Regions from separate parts of the Sander lucioperca genome. Here region 2 is linked to region 1. Evidence: chromatin contacts called from public Hi-C data. All regions are on one chromosome and are shown on one strand. Each heading gives the region's core, a stretch centred on a gene start, on an enhancer-like site or on the middle of the called end of the contact. The rest is flanking DNA. Distances are from core to core; before and after follow the strand shown.

The links. Hi-C and Micro-C count contacts between places; a contact is called where the count stands out from the background.
Region 2: a contact with region 1 is called in a Hi-C map of liver, with 4 times the contacts expected there. The contact joins the promoter of arfip2b here to the promoter of slc46a3 in region 1. A contact is called at or near these places in 2 of 2 Hi-C or Micro-C datasets (liver and muscle).

The regions. Positions count from the first base shown.
Region 1 is chr13:16,170,764-16,175,282 of SLUC_FBN_1.2, forward strand. slc46a3 (solute carrier family 46 member 3) reads left to right here and starts at 1,254. Exons shown (of 10, transcript XR_004894925.1): 1 at 1,254-1,353; 2 at 1,842-2,053; 3 at 2,687-3,569; 4 at 4,316-4,399. synj1 (synaptojanin-1) reads right to left here and starts at 1,172. Exons shown (of 29, transcript XM_035990918.1): 1 at 907-1,172.
Region 2 is chr13:16,317,817-16,322,799 of SLUC_FBN_1.2, forward strand. arfip2b (arfaptin-2b) reads left to right here and starts at 3,172. Exons shown (of 8, transcript XM_036008948.1): 1 at 3,172-3,184. LOC116037043 (a long non-coding RNA gene) reads right to left here and starts at 3,592. Exons shown (of 3, transcript XR_004101778.2): 1 at 3,439-3,592.

The DNA of each region.
Region 1 (4,519 bases), core at 4-2,503:
GTTATTTTATGGCTACTATAGTGTACGATGGTCAATTGATTATTGATGGAGAGGTGAAAAGGTTAAAAATGAATAATTTCAGTTTCAAATTATGTGTAGCTAATGATGTGGCTATAAGGACGTTTCAAAGACTAAATATAAATACGGTAACGTTACCATAATTGTAAACCACTCTGATTGCAGGTAATGCATTTTTTTTCTGAAAATGTATTACACATTGTTAATTGTATTACACATTATTGAAACCTATCGTAGTATTAGGTAATAACATTACGCGTGAACGCCAGAAAACTTTCATTGCGAAATCAGAAGACTAACAAACTATCAATTACGGACATAGCCAAGGCCGAAACATATGAAAAACGATCTTTTAAACTTAATATCGCAGGTAACGTTAGCTAGAGATTATGAGCAGCACCAACACTGTAAAAGATAACGTTAGGCCGGGGGACTGAAATATTATCCATCCTGACACGGACAGTCACGACTTTATAATGCAACTGCAGCAGGCGAAGCTAACGCTAACGTTAATATTACCCGCCAGCTAGCTTTAACTCTAGATTTTGTGAAGGTGAAAAACCAACTAAGAAAAAGAAAGAGATAAACTGATAAAGTTGTCGTTTACCTATCGAACGTTAATGCTGGCTGGTAACGTTAGCTAGCTAAGTTAGCTAAATTAATCACAGGGGTAACGTTAGCTATGATTCGCTAGCTGACGGTATTTTTATGGTTGATCGTTCGTAACGTTACCTGCACGTCAGGGATGATAAGATGACATTTACTTTCAATGCATATATTTGAGCGACTCAGCCATGTAAAACATAAGTCTGTGCATATATTTGAATGTCGGCTCTATCTTACAGTTGCGGGTTTGATATAAGGAAGGGATGAGGGATTTCGCCTTACCGTCTAGTGCCCCCGCCGGGTTTCTCGGTTTCTCCGCTGTCACAACAAAATCCTTCCGTGTTGGCAAAAATGGTACATTCCAACGCCTACATCAACGTTACTAACGTTAGTAAAGGTATCTTGTGCTTTTATACAACGGAAGCATTTAGAGTTCGTAAATAAAACAATGTATTAGCTAAATCCAGTTAACGGTCCTTGGAGGTATTTCAAATACACGTTAATATGCAATAAAGAGCCTGCAACAGGAAGTCACAAAATGTTCTCGCCCGATTTTTCTCATGATTGACAGTTCCAGCTATCGAATAAACAGCCTTGAAAGACTGCTGTCCAATCGTATGGTGAAAGGCGGGACATCGGGATTTCAGTACGCCGTACACTTCTGTATAAAGCAAGATATCTATGTCTTGCAATGTAATTGTAAACATGATCCAAGCGACGATCTAAAAGGTGAGAGTTGTACTGCATTTTCTGGTCAACATCTTGAAAGAAGATAAGGTAAAGGCTAAGCTGTTGTTGTCTTCCATTGTGTGTTATCTAATTGTTAAAGCAGTATTCGAAGGTATAAACAAACACACTGTAGGCTAAATTACAGGGTTATTATGTTATATTCCACTTAACAATAATATATACCACTTTCAAACTGTCGCATAATGTTGGATCGATAATGTAGTGCAAACGCTAAATATCGGAACTTCCACGTAGTCTTAGCTGTAACCTGTTTTGTAGGCTACTAAAGTGGAAAGTGGATATCGTCATTAACCTTCACAATGTACCTGGATTTTATTAAAGTGATGGGCAACAAAAAGTCTTATTTATACACGAATATGTTTAAAAAAAAAAAAAAAAAAAAAACTCTGCTCAGACAATGCACAGTTTACCTTATTATTTGTGTTCATGTTAACTTTAAATGTATTCTCTTCATCTCTTTTTTTAAGGAATATTGCAACCCTTCAAAATGAAGGGTCTTTTCCTCGTGGAGCCTGTGGTTGCACTGTACGCGTTCTCCAGTTTTCTCATCTATCCTCTTGTGCAGCAGTATGTGTACCGGAGGCTTTGGCAGGAGCTCACAAACACCACCTATCCCATCTCTGACAACACTTCTAGATGTGCAGAGAACAGCAGCAGCAACCATTCCAGCTACCACGAGGTTAGTCACTTAACACTCAATGTAAGAGAGCATTCATATAAGTAATTCAAGGTAAAAGTAGAATTCAGTTACCTGAATCCTTTCAGATCCCTTATAGCAACACAGCTCAGATAAAAACATACTGGATTTACTGCACCATTAGGATATATGGTGAGACCTGTGACTAAAGGTCACTGTTCTTAACTTGTACAGACAATATTGAATGTATATGCTGTCATAGCAACACTTTTGCTAAAATGTCAGAGCACATATATCACTATTAGTTCACATCAATTAAGTCTGCAGTACACCAAGGCATATCACATTATAAAAAGGATTTAGAAAAAAATATTTCTTCTGTAAAAAATGGTAATGTTATATTTATAGGAAGAATAAAAGGAAGAATGAAACAAAGCAGAGAAGTGAGAAAAAAATCACATATGCACACATCGAAGTGCTTTCATTCTGTGTTGGTTTCATGACATTGGATTGTCACTATTTCTGTTTAACTGATATCATTTTCTAGGATAGTTGCCAATTTAATGGTAGATATTTTGCCTTCTGAGGCCTGCTGTTACACTTGAATGCAGTCCAGTGCCAACCCATACATGATATTTAGACTCAACCATGCTCTCTCTCTTTCTGTGTTTCTAGGAGGTACAGAGGCAGGCATCTCTCTTCTCCCTTTACACAGAGCTCTTCTCCACAATCCCTTCTTTGGTTGTCACCCTCATGCTTGTGGCCTATAGTGACCTGGGAGGACGCAAGATTACAATCATCATGCCTTTGATTGGCTCGTTGATCTACGCCTTGGCCTTCATGACAGTGTCCTACTTTGAGCTCAACATTTACTTGCTCATTGGCTCTTCGCTTCTCAGTTCTCTGTTTGGCGGCTTGGGCACGTTTCTGGGGGGCTGTTTCGCCTACATAGCAGACTTGTGTGAGGATGGCCATCAGAAGACGCTGCGCATGGCTGGAGTGGACATGATGATTGGCCTGTTGTCTGGGGTGGCTTCAATATCATCAGGCTACTTTTTGAGAGCTGCAGGCTTTAATTGGCCTTTCCTAACCTCTGCGTTGTGTCAGTGTTTGATTCTGCTCTATGCAATTTTCATTTTAGAAGAGACTGTGAAGAAGCCTCCCACTGATGCCATTCTTTTAGATGGGTCTCCTGAGCCCTCAGCCATAAAACAGATGATCTATGGGGTCTACCACATGTTTGCTAGGACCAGCCGCAGAAGTAAAACTGTCTTGGTCCTCCTGATACTCCTCTTCACCAGCTTCTCCTTCACTTATGTGGGTGGGATCTCCTTGATGACGCTTTATGAGCTGAATGAGCCACTGTGCTGGACTGAGATTTTGATTGGCTACGGCTCAGCATTGTCCACCACTGTGTTCCTGACCAGTTTTGTGGGAGTGTCAGCGTTCACATACTGTGGTGTGCCACAGCTGCTCATTGTCCTGATGGGAATCCTGTCTGTCATATCAGGCATGGTTCTGTTGGCGTTTGCTAAGACCACTTTACTGATGTTTATAGGTGAGAAACACTGTATAACAACAGTGCTGCTTAAACCAATAATATACTTTAGTTTGGAACCTCCTGTTTAGTGAATTTTATTTTACCATAGCCTTGTCTGTCAGTTGTTTACAATGTTAAGAAATGGGATTAAAACCTGCACCTGGTTTCATTTTTGCATACCCTGTTTTCAGAGAAGTTCAGTAATGTTGAGTAGTTTGACGAGCACGGTGGATCATTATTAACTAGATTCACCTTCTACTGTTTGCCAGATATTGGAAATTGTGTTGTGAAATTATGCACAGAATGTATGGTCTTGTAGCCTTGTTTAATAACTAATATGCCTCAGTATTGCTAACCATCACATATATGACATTTTTTATATCCATGTTTATGTAGACCTTTTCTAATATATAACATGAAGTGCTCTACTTAAAATAAATAGGTGTAAAAAGACAGGGCATATCATATTAAAAAAATTAAGACAAATTTTAGCTACTGAAAAAAATGTGTAAAAATGTTACTAGGGTTACAGTATCTTGTGTATTTTATCAGATTATAGTAAGCCAATAAGACATTGTAATTATGATATATTATCACTGCATTATTTATTTAAATTTTAATTCATATTTTTTTTACAAAGATAACCTTGAACAGCTGGTAAATGTTTTTTCTTTATGTATTTTACAATATGATGTGGTTATATTATAGTCCCTGTATTATGATGTGTAATATAAAGTGTTTCTTCTGCTATTTGTTTACCGCAGTGAGGGTGCCAATGCTTCTGTCTATCACGCCTTTCCCTGTTCTGCGCTCCATGATATCAAAGATCATCTCAAAGTCTGAGCAGGGTGAGTGGGTTTAGGGCTTTGCAAGAGCCACAGAACCGTGTCTGTGTGTTTGTAGAGTCAATGTCCATTCAAGAGTTGCCTGTCCCAGCAACTTCATGATCTACTTGAAAACAAAGCACT
Region 2 (4,983 bases), core at 1,922-4,421, 150 kb after region 1:
TGTCTCGGGCTTGGCATTACAGGTCAGTGAAGGGCAGACTGCGCTCAGAGAGCTTCTGCTTATTGGCTGGGTCATGTGTGACCTCATGGTGCTGGAGACATCGACAGGCCTCCCATCTAATTCTTCCCATGGGACTCTAAGCAGCCACACAGGGTGCATGAATAAGTCATGAAGTACAGACATTTTTTTCATCTGAGGCGACGCTTCTCATTCCGATTGCTATCCCTTTCTTTCTCCCTGCTTCTTGTTTATTTAAATTCAGAAATAGAGCCTTGATTCATTAAAGCAAAACTAGCCTGTGCATCTATGGTTCAGGACCAATTTTCTTTTAAGATATGCACACTTGCCCTTCTCTTTCCCTCTCCTCGATTTCTCCTTTGGGTCCTCTTGTGGTGAAGAGGACAATTTATTCATCTATTGATTTACTTGTTTGTATGTCAGCCCCATGTGAGGGGGGAGAATTTCTCTGTGGGATTCTCGGTTGGCTGCAGTGAGCCCAGTTCTGACCAACCGAGTCAGATTGAAAATATAAGTTAGTCTCCTCTGAAAAACACAGAGATATGAAGAACGAAGTAAGAAATGATGAATGTGAATCAAAAATTACAAGAGAAGAAGAAAAATGTGAGATTCACTCCTTGTTTGTCAATTTTGTTCCACTTGTTTATTAAGGTGCTGTTCTGTTGAATTGTTTTTTGGTATTTTTTTTTTATTTCATCCAGCCCCCAGGGAACAAGATCTGCATGGTGTGGGTAAAGAGGTCAAAGGTCAAAATACAAAGTGCTTAAGGGGGGTGAGAAAAGCTTCAAGGATGATTGACTATGAGAGCAAAGAAAACAAACTAAAATGGTAACCTGATGCCCCTTGGAACTAATCTATGTATAAAATGCTCTGAATGTCAGAAAAAAGCATTAACACCTTAAAGTTCAGAATCAGCATGGCTGAAAAGAAGAATTACGGGCTCTGTATGTTCTGTATATTTATGGTACATACCAGAAATGGCCTCACACACCTGACTTTTCCGATAACGTATGCAAAAAGATCTTTTTCTTTATCCAACTAAGCAAAAAGATGCGAAGTTTAGGATATAATGAGTGACAATGAAGAGTTTGTTTTGTGTTGGCTTTGACATGACAACTTTGAAGCCATTTCGTCAAACATAATACAGATGCACATTACCACTGGAATCCACATCTGGAACTGAGCAGTTTTTACATACATGTACAAGAAAACAGCAATTCAATGTTGGGTGTGTAACTATGTGCAGACTCTTCAGTATAACAGTATCTACAGTATGAGTAAATGTGACATATTTTCATATTAGCTGTAGTTTTGCATTGCCAGATCTCGATCTCGACAGCGCCGTGTCAGCGCTGGAGTATGGTCTGGCAACACCACCTATCTATTTTGGTATAGGGAAAAAAAAACGCTCTGGCTTGTTTGTATTTCTTCAAACCAATCACAACCATCCTGGGCGGTGCTAAGCCCCGATAGCGGAGATAGCGAGAGGGGAGGGACATCGTGTAAGAGACGTACCAGATGTCAGGCTTTATTCTGGCAATATACTTCCGTTGATCCAAACTATATTAGCTGTGACAATGTCAAAACCTGATCCACAATAGAGAAAAAAGCCAGTTTGTATTTATCATTACCCTGTTTTTTTGTCATATTATGCTGTCTTGCTATATGATGTTATTTGTCTAAACATTTGCTGGCATTTCAACAGATCAAATTCTGCATATACCGACATGCTGCAAAACACAATTTCAGGAACCAAAAAATTTAGAGCAAGCAAGAAAATTTGAGATTGGCAGGAAGAGACAAGAATGGAATATGCAATCATGCAGACAGGAGGTAGTAAATCAGGGTTATAGTAAAACATGGAGTTTGCCTTTGGTGTGTGGTATGGGTGTGTGTGTGTGTGTGTGTGTGTGTGTGTGTGTGTGTGTGTGTGTGTGTGTGTGTGTGTGTGTGTGTGTGTGTGTGTGTGTGTGTGTGTGTGTGTGTGTGCATATGTGGAAACATAAATGTAAGCTGGTCAAAAATATGGTCATCCTAACATGCATTCATAGCAAGAAGAGGACTAATCAGGCAACATGTGCATCTATTTGACATATGACAGTAAAACTTTGAACTTGAACTATTTTGGGTAGAAATGTTTTGCCAAGTGTGACTCAAAAGACTCAAAACACAATCTGTTTTTCACATTTATAACATGTAGCCAGCTGGGAAAGGAAAACTTGCACTGGCTGTTGTCACCAACAAATACGTCACTTTGTGCGTGTGCCTGTGTCTCCCATGATGCATTTATCAAACTTCAAAACAAGAAGGAGAATGGATGAAGTTCCCAAAGTTTCCAAATCAAAAATATCAACTGATGGATGAACAAGTAGAAAGTCCTAATATTCTCTACCAGCAGCATACATCATTTCATTTACCAGGAAACAAGCTTGTCAACTGATGAAACTTTTCCACAGCTGATAATCATTGGCCATATTCTAATGTTTCCCTTTTGGCCATTTGACCCATTTCTGTGAGTGAGAGTAAGAGAGAAAGAGTGCATAGCATGGAGGGGGTTCGAAAAGAGGACATTGAAGTTTACTTTGTACTTCCTGGTTAAAATTCAGGATATAAAAACCTCTTTGCTGTATCTCAATGCTGGCCGCCTAAACCTAGCTGAGCTGCAAGCAGCCAGAGGTATTAAACTGCTTCTTAAGCTTCCACAGATGGATGTACAATGGTAAGACCCATTTTTGCTTTACCCTAGATATACTGCACTATTAGATGAGGTGGACTTGACTGGGGGGCACAATAAACACTGAGCTAAGTATATTTCTTAACTGTGAAGGACATATGTCTCAGTAACATCAGCAGCAATTGCAGGGCTAAGATCAGCAGCTTCTTTCAGTAAGCCACAATAAAAGGCTCTGAGGCGCCACGATGAGCAGTGTTATAAGCTGCATTCGCTCAGAAAAAAAGTTAAGGCTGTTTTGTTGAACTTTATTTTGCTTTAGTAGGATAAGGATTTGTAAGAGAATGTGGAGATCACTCTGGTTTTATGGCTATTTTTGATTGGTTTAATCTCTACAGTTGATCCAGTGAACATACCATCTTTGTGAGGTTTCAGAGAATGGAGAGGAAGGGAGGAATTTGCAAAAATTGCAAAGAAGATAATAAGAAAACCAATGTACCCACTTATTACAGGACCTCCCCAGAACAGTGTATCAACCATAATTTAGGGAAACATGGCAAGCAGAAGAGGATGATTGAATCCAGCAGCTCTTAATCAGCCTGGAGGTCTCCAACACCCCAACGTCACATGTGAAGTTTGATGATTATAAGTATCTGTGCAAACAAACTTTAAATAATATAAGTTGCTCTGAGTTTGCATCTGCCTAATGTTAACAATTTCCCTTTACATAAAAAGAGACAAAAACTCACCATGAGTTCAACAATACAACACAGATTTGGTCATCTGTGCACAACTATAATCCGGGGCAGGCACCACTCAACTGACACTCAACAGTTGTGCAATCAGTGGATACAAAACAATTTACTTGGAGGAGTTGCTCTGGAGTCGTTTGCTCACTGCTAACCCCAGTTCACAGGTTTTCATAAACTCTAAACTCACACTGAGATTTAGTCCAGCCAGCAGAACTGAGGGAGAAATTACACCATGACCATATAAGGACATTATGTCTCCTGATCTGCAATCTCAAATGCAGCCGTGTGTGTGTGTGTGTGTGTGTGTGTGTGTGTGTGTGTGTGTGTGTGTGTGTGTGTGTGTGTGTGTGTGTGTGTGTGTGTGTGTGTGTGTGTGTGTGTGTGTGTGTGTGTTCTCTTCTACTCTGTAGCACCAATTTGAGCTTTAGACCTTGAGAGTGGGGATATTTTTTGGAAAGTGAGGACTTTTTGTTTTTAAGATTATTTTTTGGGCTTTTATGGCCTTTAATCGACAGGACTGCTTGAAGAGAGGAAAGGGGAGAGAGAAGGAGGACGACATGCAGCAGGTCGGGGTCGGATTCAAACCTGGGCCGCTGCCAAGGACTCAGCCTACATGGGGCGCAACAGGTCGCCCCGGAAAGTGAGGACATTTTTGACTGGCATTTTTACTCCTCCAAAAGGCAGTATTGGGGTTATGACAAGGCACGAGGCTTAAGGTTAGACATAGTATTATGTTTCGGGTTCAGTTTAGGTGTTAGGGTTAGGGGTTAGGCATTGTGATGTTATTGTGATGGTTCAGGTTAGGGTTTAGGGGCTAGGGATTGAAATTGTCAGTGTCCTTACAAGTGTATGTGAGAGGGTATTTTATGATGTATTTGTTTGTTTGTTTGTTTGTTTGTTGTCTTCTGATTGTACACTATTGGCCAATTGACAGGTTTCTGACAGTGAGAGTGTGACCAAGAGAGAGAGAGAGACACACACACACACACATGCACAAGCATAAGTGTAAATATCATATGATATAAGGTATCCGTGGAGCTTGTTGTCGTGCATTTCTCAAATTTGCTCTATCTAAGCAATTTATTTCACCATGTCCAATAAAATATCAACTTTTATTTATATTTTCCTAACTTTTTATTTGCAATATTGTGTCGCTTTTCCAAATAAAACATTGTTGTAAATCCCCAGTCTCTGACTGAGTGCCCAAAAAGGAATCAATGAAAACTCTCAGCACAATATAATTTCTCCATTTTACAATGTCACATGTGGTGCTCTCAATCCAAACATGTCAGAATCGTGTTGTAATGTTCCAAAAATGCAACAATTTTTCATCCACTAGAAGCTTTTCTGGATCCTCATCCGCACAGTGTTTCCTAAAGGAGTCCGGGGATAAAACATGGAATGGGTTTGGAGGGAATACAAGAATGAGAAGAGGGAAAATCGAGAAAGTGTAAAATCTGCAAGTGAGAGAGAAAGCAGGTGGGCTGAGCACTCGCATCTGACCTGTAAAACTCAGGATAACGGCAGCCTATTGAGCCAAAT